Regions from separate parts of the Hordeum vulgare genome. Here region 2 is linked to region 1. Evidence: chromatin contacts called from public Hi-C data. All regions are on one chromosome and are shown on one strand. The core of a region is the stretch at or near the end of the contact, and the rest is flanking DNA. Distances in the headings are between cores, read along the strand shown.

Region 1 (4,638 bases), core at 1,543-4,042:
CATGTATCAGTGTTTTTGACGCATCTGATTTCAGTTGCCTATGCCATGCAACGTTTAGCAACAAGGTATATAATCTTGGGACTGCCTAGCTAAGCTGCAGCCGGGTTGGCTGCCGTAGTAATAGCACCAACAAGCAACATAGGATTGCTCCCTTGGACAAGGTGAAGATCAAGGTGAATAAACGATAAGGTAGCTGTTATGAACTGGCCAAGTTTTCGGCATCTGCAATAACATGATGTCTAAAGAAATGGATAGGATTTGACGCTGCAGGCAGTCATGTTCGTTCCAATTCCAATGAATGACCACATAATTAAAGAATACCCATAATCAGGAAAAGAAACATGTTCCACATATTGGGCAGAACCAACTATAATAGTGTATATCTAGTCGAAGCATGAGATGGTACGCCGATTATGCACACCCAGTATAAGTTATACATTCATGCTGGATTATGCACTTTAATACAGGAGAGCATGCCAAGTGACAACATCAGGTGTGCTCAGAGTCGTTTTTAGTGGCAACATGGAGCAAGTTATATTAGTTACTCCCTCCGTTCACTATTATAAGATGTTCTAACTTTATTATGAATAGGATGTACATAGACGCATTTTTGTGTGTTTGTTCGCTCATTTCAGTACGTATGTAGTCCATATTGAAATATCCAAAACATGTTATAATTTGGAACAGAGGGAGTAATTAGGAAAGCTAACAAGACCTGCACTATCATAAACTCATACTCATACATCACTGCACAACCATTTTACTGGAAAGCTATGATATACCACCATGCAATTGAGTCTACAGAACACAACTAGGTCCCAAGGCAAGGCACAGACAAAATAGCACTTCAATCCGCACAAGGTGCAGTTAAAATGAAATTCCAAGGTCCAAAACACACATGTTCCAGCATGGCACGGTATATGACAGAAAAATAGAGAACAAAAAAAATTGCCAGCTGCTCATAGACCAAACAGTGGGTCTAGTAAATACTAGTACTATAGTATTTCTAACTATAAAGATTCAGCCGATTCTTAGCAGTAAGTTGCCAGAGTCAACAAGCAATGTAAGCCTTCAGTGCTCATGTATGGTAAAGAAATAGCTTGGACTTCAAATGTATCCAATGTGCTACATATGTTATGAACCATTGCAAATTAATCTATAGATGAAATGTGTTGCCATTGCAAATTAGAATAGATGTTGCCATGCTCAGCTCTGTTCTAAAGTTTCTTCAAAATTCAAAATTTCAGTGGTGCTATACAGCTATAGGAGTTTATAGTTAAGCAGTAATATTATTTTTTTATTTTTACACCAAACAAATGTAGACACTTGGGTACATTGCCCTTTTGCTTCTTGCATCTTAAGTGATTTATGGATCTAATATCCCAACTGGTCATTTTGGGTTCGGGCCAGTTTTGTTTAGTAGCTTGACAAACCAATGTATCCTACAATAAGAAAGATATATAAATTGATGCCTAATTTAAACATGTCCCATACACTACAAATCTTTTAGCAGGAGCAAGAGAACAGCATTAAGTCCATCCCCAACTGTGCATCCAACATGAACACTTAATGTGATGGTTATGGTATTATTGATCAGCTACTTTTCGTCGTGTTAATACAAACTAAACTCTAAAATCGGGTTGACATGTTATGTACTCTCAATTTGCTAGTGGTAACACACTGGTTAGAATAGATGTTCCTAATCTGAGAGGTTGAATTACATTTTCCGTTGAGAAATAATAAGGTTACATGCTTAACAGATTTAATGCATTACTCAATCAACTCAATTTTTGTCAAATAGCCAAGGGTCCTCCTAGAGCTCAGTGTCCGCTGCTCAGACACTACAAAAAGGCAGTTCTAGGTAGATGGCCCTCAGGGCCTACCGAGACCCACTATTCTGTCAAAACAGACATACACTACCTAAAAGTGTTATTGAACACAATTGATACCGGTATCTACTATCTCAATCGCGAAGGACCCTTCTAATCTCCAAATATGATATACATCTGCTCACAGAGCAAACCTCCAACAAAAAAAAGGACGACACTCCAAGGGGTTGGCTACTGATTTGCTTGCTGCTCCAACAACAAGCAGGCAGAAATATGCTACAGAGACTGCATTTCGCACAACGCGTCATAAATTATAATTCAGATGCCACTGAGCGCACGGCACGGGGCGCGCGAGTATTGCGGAGGTCGGCAGCGGTACAGACGGGGGGTGGGGGTGAGGCTACAACATACCAGCCTTGACGAGGGCGTCCCAGAGCTCCTCGGGGAGGATGCAGCCGTTGTGCTCGACGTCGATTGCCTGGAAGATGCGGTAGAGCTCGAGCTCCTTGTCGTCCATGTAGCGCCTGAAGTCGTCGTAGCCGACGCGGCCGTCGCGGTCGCGGTCGCAGGCGCGGAGCAGCTCCCGCGCGTACTTGCACTCGGCGGGGACCTGCAGCGCGGCGAGGCCGGCCTCGATCTGCGCGTAGTCGAGCTGGCCCCTCCCGGACGTGTCGAAGAAGCCGAACATGTCCCGGATCCGCGCCTCCCGCTCCGCCTCCGTCTCATGGAGCGCCAGAAGCACGTGCTCCATGGTCACGGGGCCCGCCTTGCGCACCGGCTCGCACGGCCCCCCTGCCGCCGCCGCCGTCGCCGCGGCGGCCACGGGTGGAGGGGGTGCGGCGGTGCCGCGGGGTTCCACCGCGTGGGCCGCCGCGCCGGGCATGGCGACGGCGGCGGCGAGGCGGAATGGGAGGGGAGGAGGGGGAGGTGGTGGTGGGTTGGTTTGGGGAATGGAATAGAATCGAGTCGGAATCGAAGGGAGAGGGAAAGGAGGGGAAGGAGGGGTAGAAGGGAAGGGAAGGGAAGGCACGTGTGGGTTTCAGCCCTACGGGCTACGGTAGGGTACCCTACCCGTATGAGCGTCCCTGGATGGGTATGGTATGGTATGGTATGGTATGGGCTACCCGTGCTCACCTTTCCCCATGTCCTCCTACGAGTTGGAACATCCTCCACTCAAGAAAATAAAAAAGTGCAACAACTATGCAAAGCGAAGGCACCCAAGTCCAAGGGGTATATCCTTGTATGAAAAGGCATATTTCATGCGTGTGTGTGTCTTTTGTAAATACGTGTGTGCTTTGTTTTTTTTAAGATTATCTCCCCTAATAATAATAAAGCACCGATGGTTTCTGTCGTACGTCGTCGGCACTTTTGCACAAAAGCCCCTCCACTTCTGGATATTCAACCCACAGTCCCTATGTAAGTGGATCTGACGGGAGCTGGGAAACGAAGCTCACATCCCGTGCGGCGGCGACCCGGCGGCTGTTGGCCCGGGCGCGGGGGGCGCGATGGTGCTGGAGCTGGACGCGGCGGGGGCGTCGCCGGCGACCGGTGTGACATCCTCGACTTTTGCTACAGTAGTGATTGTAATTAAGCTACAGTGATCAACCGCTAATGATGCCACGTCATCGAATTCCCATCACAGACCAGCGTGGATTCGCGTCTGTCCGGATCGATGATTTGAAAGCAAAGGGAAGCACTTTATCGGTTCATTACAAGTATTAAAAGGATATATATGCAAAAGGAAAGTATTAAAGAAATAATAATGATAAAAGAAAGAAAGAAAACTGAAAGAAAAAAATAATAAAAAAAGGGAAAAGGTAAAACAAAATAAAAACAAATCAAAAAAAAAAAGAGAAAGCAACTCCCTCCCCGGCCCAGCTGGGCCACCCACCGGCCCAGCCGGCCACCTCCCGCGCCCCATCCCGCAACCCTAATCCCCCCTGGCGACCCCCACTCCCCTCGCTACTCCCTCCCCCCCCCTGTCCGCCGCCGCCAGCCCCCCTCGTGGGGGCCCCACCCCACCCCACGCGCCGATAGCGCCACCTCCCGTAACTCCCTCTCGTGACCCTCCCCACCCCACCGACACTTCCCCCATCTCGCCCCCTCCCCACGACCCGCCTCCTCTCCTGCCGTCGCCAGCCCCTCCTCCCACGGCGCCCCCCCCCCCTCGGTCCCCCTCACCACGCCGGCGAGCCCCCCCCCCCCCACGGCTCCTCTCCTCCCCCGGCGACCCCGCCCCGCACGGCCTCCTCGCCTCCCCTCGCCGGCCTTCTTCCCGTCGGCCCCCTCCCTCCCTGGCCGGCGCGCCATCTCCTTCCCGCGGCGAGCCCCGGCCTCCCGTCGGCCATCTCCCGCTCGGTCCGGGAGGGACCGGGCAGGGAGACGTCATCATCTCGCCGGGTCCGACCGGCTCCCCCTCGTCGGCACATCACCACCATCGGCACCGTCACCGCCTCCACGTCCGTCTCCACCGTCAACTACGTGCGAACTCCGGCTTCACCGGGCCGTCACGTCACCGTCGGTGAGCCCCTCCTCGGGCTCCTCCCACCGTGTCGATCTCCTCGCCGCCCCGGTTCCGTTCCGGCAAACGGGGCCTCGATCCGTCGACGGTAGACTCCGGTAGGAAGATTTGAGTTTTTGGTTCCTCTAGGTTGTGTTAGCACACAGTTGTTCTGTGTTAACAGAGAGATGAGTGTTGAGAGTTTTTGAGAGAAAAGAAATAAAAACAATTGATGTATTAGATGCCGTATGTATGTATGTATGTATTCGATACCCGTATTATGTATGTATTTGCGTATATAGGCATGTG
Region 2 (4,922 bases), core at 539-3,038, 150 kb before region 1:
CCGAACAAGCCCTAAATGGTTAGCAACTGCCCTTCACCTTAACCGCCACTGACAGTCTGACACACGCCGGCCAGACGGCCATACGGCAGGCGACGCCAGGTCAGGCAGAGCTTTTCCCACCCGGGTCCGCGAAGCCTGGAGACGCCCGTGGCCGTGGTCAGTAGTCACGGGCCGAGCTGCCCTGCGCGGGCGCGGCGCTGCTCCGCCGCTCGTTCAGTTGGGCGCATGTGATCCCGGTCAGTCGAGCCCGCAGCGTTTCTTATCCACCACCCTATCTCCCTTCATCTGTCACTGCCGGAGACCGAGATGGACACCGCCCTTCCCGGAAAGACACCGAGCTTTCACAGCCGTGACATGACCATATCTCCCAAGACGATTCAAAATCCAGGCAAGAAAAAGAGAAGAATCCGGCGGAAAATTGAAAGCCACCAGCAGCAGTAGGCCGCATCTGCGGCGCCACTTGGAGTTGGGGTTGGAGGAGGAGACGAACCTGAACCTTGTGTTTCTTCCGTTGCTTGCACAACCACGACAGCAACGCCCGACCACAGCCGCTGGTATGACGACATCCCAAAGAACCAAATCCAGCAACACAAAATTGGCAGCCGAAATCGCCTTGTCTTGAGCTGCTCGCCCAGAGGGGCAGATCAAATCAAGCATGGAACCCCAGAAGAATAAAATAAAATGAAGAACAGGATCAAAGGCAGCTTTCACTGGGTCAGGTAGATGAAGAATGCAAGGACCCCTTGTTCTGGGATCAATTGGCTACTTATACCCAAGTAGAAATAGTACGCACACGTACGACAACGGGTAGAACAATTAAGGACAAGCACCACACAGATCGCTCGCGCGTACGGGATGCTCACTAATTACAAAAATCTCCCAATCAGCGACGACGCTAATGAACGAGAATTGCGAAAGGCGCTGGCAGCTTCCGACGGACTAAGACGGGGACGGGATGGGTGTAGTAAGGATTAAACGACGGGGTTAACTGACGCCGGTAGCTTAGTAGGAGCAGGCGGTCCTGAGCATGGAGCGGCCGCGGAGCATGCCGCGGTAGAGCGCCTCCCGGTTCGCCGGCATCGCGGCGCCCCTGCAGGACGGCTCGGGCGCCGCCGTCTCCTCCTCCGGCGCCGGGCGAGCTGGGCCGTGGTCGACGACGTCGGCCGCGAAGCGCACCCGCTTCATGCTCCCGCGCCTCGCCTTCTCCCGCTTCCGCTTCTCTGCACGCACAAAGAAAGAAACAGGGGACATCGTACGTAAGAACCAAGAACTGTGCTGTGCGGACGAATGGAGCAACGAACGGCACGGCTGTGGAGGAGGTGTCACACTCACCGGAGGAGGAGAGGCAGGGCCGGAGTCGAGCGGGAGACGGGGACGTGACGGCGGCGTCGGAGGAGACGAGGTGGTGGTCCGTCTGCTTGGCGCGGCAGAGCGAGAAGAGGACGAGGGTGCCGGATAGCGCCATGGCGGTGGCGGCGAGGGCGAGGCCGGCGTGGGAGCCGCCCAGCGCGGATCCCGCCCCGCCCGAGGAGGAGGATGACGACGACATGGCACAGTGCAGCGCAGATCACGGGCTCCCGGGGGTGTCCGGCCGCAGTGGGGAGGAGACGGAGAGCAGAGGCCCGACGACGGCGACTATCGTGGCTCGTGGTTGTTGAACCTGAGGGAGAGGGGGACCGTGCAGTGCTCGTAGGCGCGCACGCTGCTCCGGCTATAATATAGCGTGCGCGGCGGCTGTGGGCGACCTCGGTGGCCGTTGGGTCCGTCGCGGTGGTCACGTTTGTTTAGTTGGACAGGTCGGTTTATCGACTGGCACAAGTTACCTGGAAAGATCAAAGATGTTGGAGATGGGCCTGGAATCATTGGTGTGGGGGCCGAACGGTCATTTCGTAGTTGCTGTGACATTACAAAATTATTACTGCTACAAAATTAATGCCTGCTTTTGGCGAAGGAAGGCCATATGCTCGTGATCACCGCCGTCTGATCTGCTTACGCACGGATGGATATGAACTGTGCAAATTCTGTGACGCATGCCATCCTCAATTCGACCAAAAGGTTCCCAACGCTCGTGAACTGCTCGATCGAGCTCACTCGATTATCGTAGGCTTGTAGAGAGAAGACCAGAGGCCACACGCCTGAGAACTCTCCACACGACGCGCGACACCGTCGGCCGGGTGCGTCGGGCGCATGCAGCAGCCCCGACCCCACCCCACCCCACCCCACCCCACCTATCCCGATCCTATCCAAGGGCAGAATCCGCGCGCATATTCCTCTCCAATCCACGGCAATGGCCTAACCACCCAGCGTCATCCGACAATTAGTATATCCATTCAATCAATCCGGTCCTTGGTTCCGGCCCTTGTTGCTGCCGGAGAGCGCTGTCGCGTGCGGTGGCTTCTGCGTTGCGTTGCGTTGCTTCCAGGGAGCGCAACTTGAGCGTGAGTACGTACGTGCCGGGGGTGACGTACGTACGTCGACGGGGACGCCAAAAGAGCCCACGCTTTGGAGCTAACGACGGCCTGTTAAGAATGCGCTAGTGGCTGGCTGTTGGAATATCCACGGGATTTCTTTGCCTCTTCCCGGGCGGAGTGACGGTGGCCTTGCAGCAGCTCGAGTTACATCATCTACACTCGGATCCCTGTAAAAAAAACCATCGCAAAAACCCAACGCCCGGACTAATCTGCATTCCTCGTATTCATCTTAAATTTAAAAAGAATATTGTCAAGACAACGATCCTCATAATAAATACCAGGGTACGAACGAGGCGTGGAACCTAACTATGGCGCAAGCGCATCGCTCGTATTTAGCGACTCCGGATAATTCTTGAAAAGGTAAAAACCCTACGTCTCGTGCCCGAAGATTTTATGTTTTCTCTAGGATGTGTAATTATAACAAGATATTGAACCATTGTCACGGAGCTTAGCGGTGGCTTATATAGTGTCTCCAGCCCTATTAATGAGCCGTTTCAAGGGAGATGAAGGAGAGTAACTAGGACAGTTACTAGTAACGAACGCCATTATTGTTGTTGGAGTTACATGTAACGACGGTCCTAACTACTCTCTTCGTTATAGTTTATAAGGCATGCACGTGTATCTAGGTCGTCAATTTGACTTATATAAAATATATTATTTAACATAAAATTATATGATTAGAAAATAGAGCATCTAAAGTTTCTAATGATATATTTTTTGTAATATATGTCTCTCGTTAAATTGGTCAAATTGACGGCCTAGATACACGTGCCGGACTTATAAACTGAAACGGAGGGAGTACACTTGAAATGTGGTATTAAGTCCCTCGAACGTCGCCCGACGCGTCGTCACTCCGTAGGATGCGTCTACATCACTTGGTCGCCACGTGCGTCGCCACTCCCTCGGATGCATGTACATCACTTGACAGCCTCGCGCGTCGCCACTCTACCGGACGCGTCTACATCACTCAGCCGCCCCGCGCATTGCCTGTAACAGCCCGAGACCGACGCTTCAGAAGATTCCACTTTTATTTCGCTGTTGTCGTGTTATTATTTGTTTGTTGCATTCATCATCGCATCATTCGCATCATCCGCATTGCATCGACACTCCGTTGCTACCAGTTTTCAAAACTTGCATCCGTTATTAGTTGTCGGTTCTCTCCGTTCTTGCGTTGACCGTTTGAGACCAACCACACTCGCACGCACCCGCGGCATCATTAAAATATTGTTTTAAAAGTGTGTATAAAATATTCTCCGATTGGGTTGAAAGTTGGCATGCGGTCTTAATATAGTGTAGGTAGGCAGCGTGTTAATTCTCGTCACAATCAAAGTCCGTTTGATACCCGAACGGTTGATGGTAACGGCACCGTCATCGGATTATCGTTGGACATTTTTCGGTGTTTAAAATCTCGTGCCGTGTCGCAATCTCCCCTCTCTTCCCCGCCTATCTTCCTTAACACAGCCCGTCTGACCACCTAAGCCAACCCTAATCCCCCTCGATTTCCATGCCGAGCTAACCCTCAGCCGCCAACCACACGCCTGTGCCTCTCCCACCTCACACCAGGCCCACCCGAGCCCATCCGGAGCCCTAACCAGTAACCACCGCCGCCGGAGCTCCAGATTGAGAGAGAGCTCCCGATCTAGAGCGCCTCCGTCCGTTGCTGGTGCCTCGCCGGTCATCGGAGCCCGACCCCGTCGGAGAATCCGTTGCCGACGACCAGCTGTCCCGCTCCTCTCCCTCTTCCTCTCTCTTGTGCTCACGAGATCTCTCTCTCTCTCCCTCCACATGTACCCCAGCCGCAGTGTCCCTTCGCCGTCGGCCACCAGTGCCCCGCCGCCGGCAGGTGCGGCGCTGTCGGTCGCTGCCATGATTTTGCCGACCGTAGCCATCGCCGCCGAGCGCCGCCGACCGGCCCATTTGGCTAGCTCCTCCGGGCCCAGTCTAGCGCCAGGTCGCTAGCTGCTTCAGCCTGCTCCAGCCGGCCTTCACCACCGAGCCGGCTCAATCAGCCATGGTGAGCTCCACCCCGACCCGTGTGTTATCTTACGCCATGTGCGCAGAGTAGCTATGATGCGCTAATTGGGGAACATTGCATGGGAAACAAAAAAATTCCTACGCACACGAAGACCTATCATGGTGATGTTCATCTACGAGAGGGAGATCGGATCCACATACCCTTGTAGATCGCTAAGCGGGAAGCGTTAAGAAATGCGGTTGATGTAGTGGTACAGCTTTGTGATTCAAATCACCGTCATCCCACGATCCATCCCGATCTAGCACCGAACGGACGACACCTCCGCGTTCAACACACGTACAACTCGATGACAATCTCCACCTTCATGATCCAGAAAGAGAGACGGGGAAGTAGATGAGTTCTCCGGCAGCGCGGCGGCGCGCCGGTGATGGTGATGATCTATTCCTACAGGGCTCCTCCCGAGCTCCGCAGAAATC

Evidence for each region. A called contact is a pair of places that touch in the nucleus more often than the background predicts.
Region 2: a contact with region 1 is called in a Hi-C map of seedling, with 1.8 times the contacts expected there. The contact joins the promoter of LOC123412363 here to the promoter of LOC123407362 in region 1. A contact is called at or near these places in 4 of 6 Hi-C or Micro-C datasets (leaf, seedling and an unstated tissue) and 1 of 1 datasets of contacts at active chromatin or transcription factors (embryo).

The regions. Positions count from the first base shown.
Region 1 is chr7H:526,165,546-526,170,183 of MorexV3_pseudomolecules_assembly, reverse strand. It overlaps LOC123407362 (calcium-dependent mitochondrial ATP-magnesium/phosphate carrier protein 2-like), which reads right to left and starts at 2,792. Exons shown (of 4, transcript XM_045100474.1): 1 at 2,241-2,792. The coding sequence starts at 2,712.
Region 2 is chr7H:526,310,473-526,315,394 of MorexV3_pseudomolecules_assembly, reverse strand. It overlaps LOC123412363, which reads right to left and starts at 1,788. Exons shown (of 2, transcript XM_045105313.1): 1 at 1,333-1,788; 2 at 725-1,220. The coding sequence starts at 1,549. The coding sequence ends at 1,003.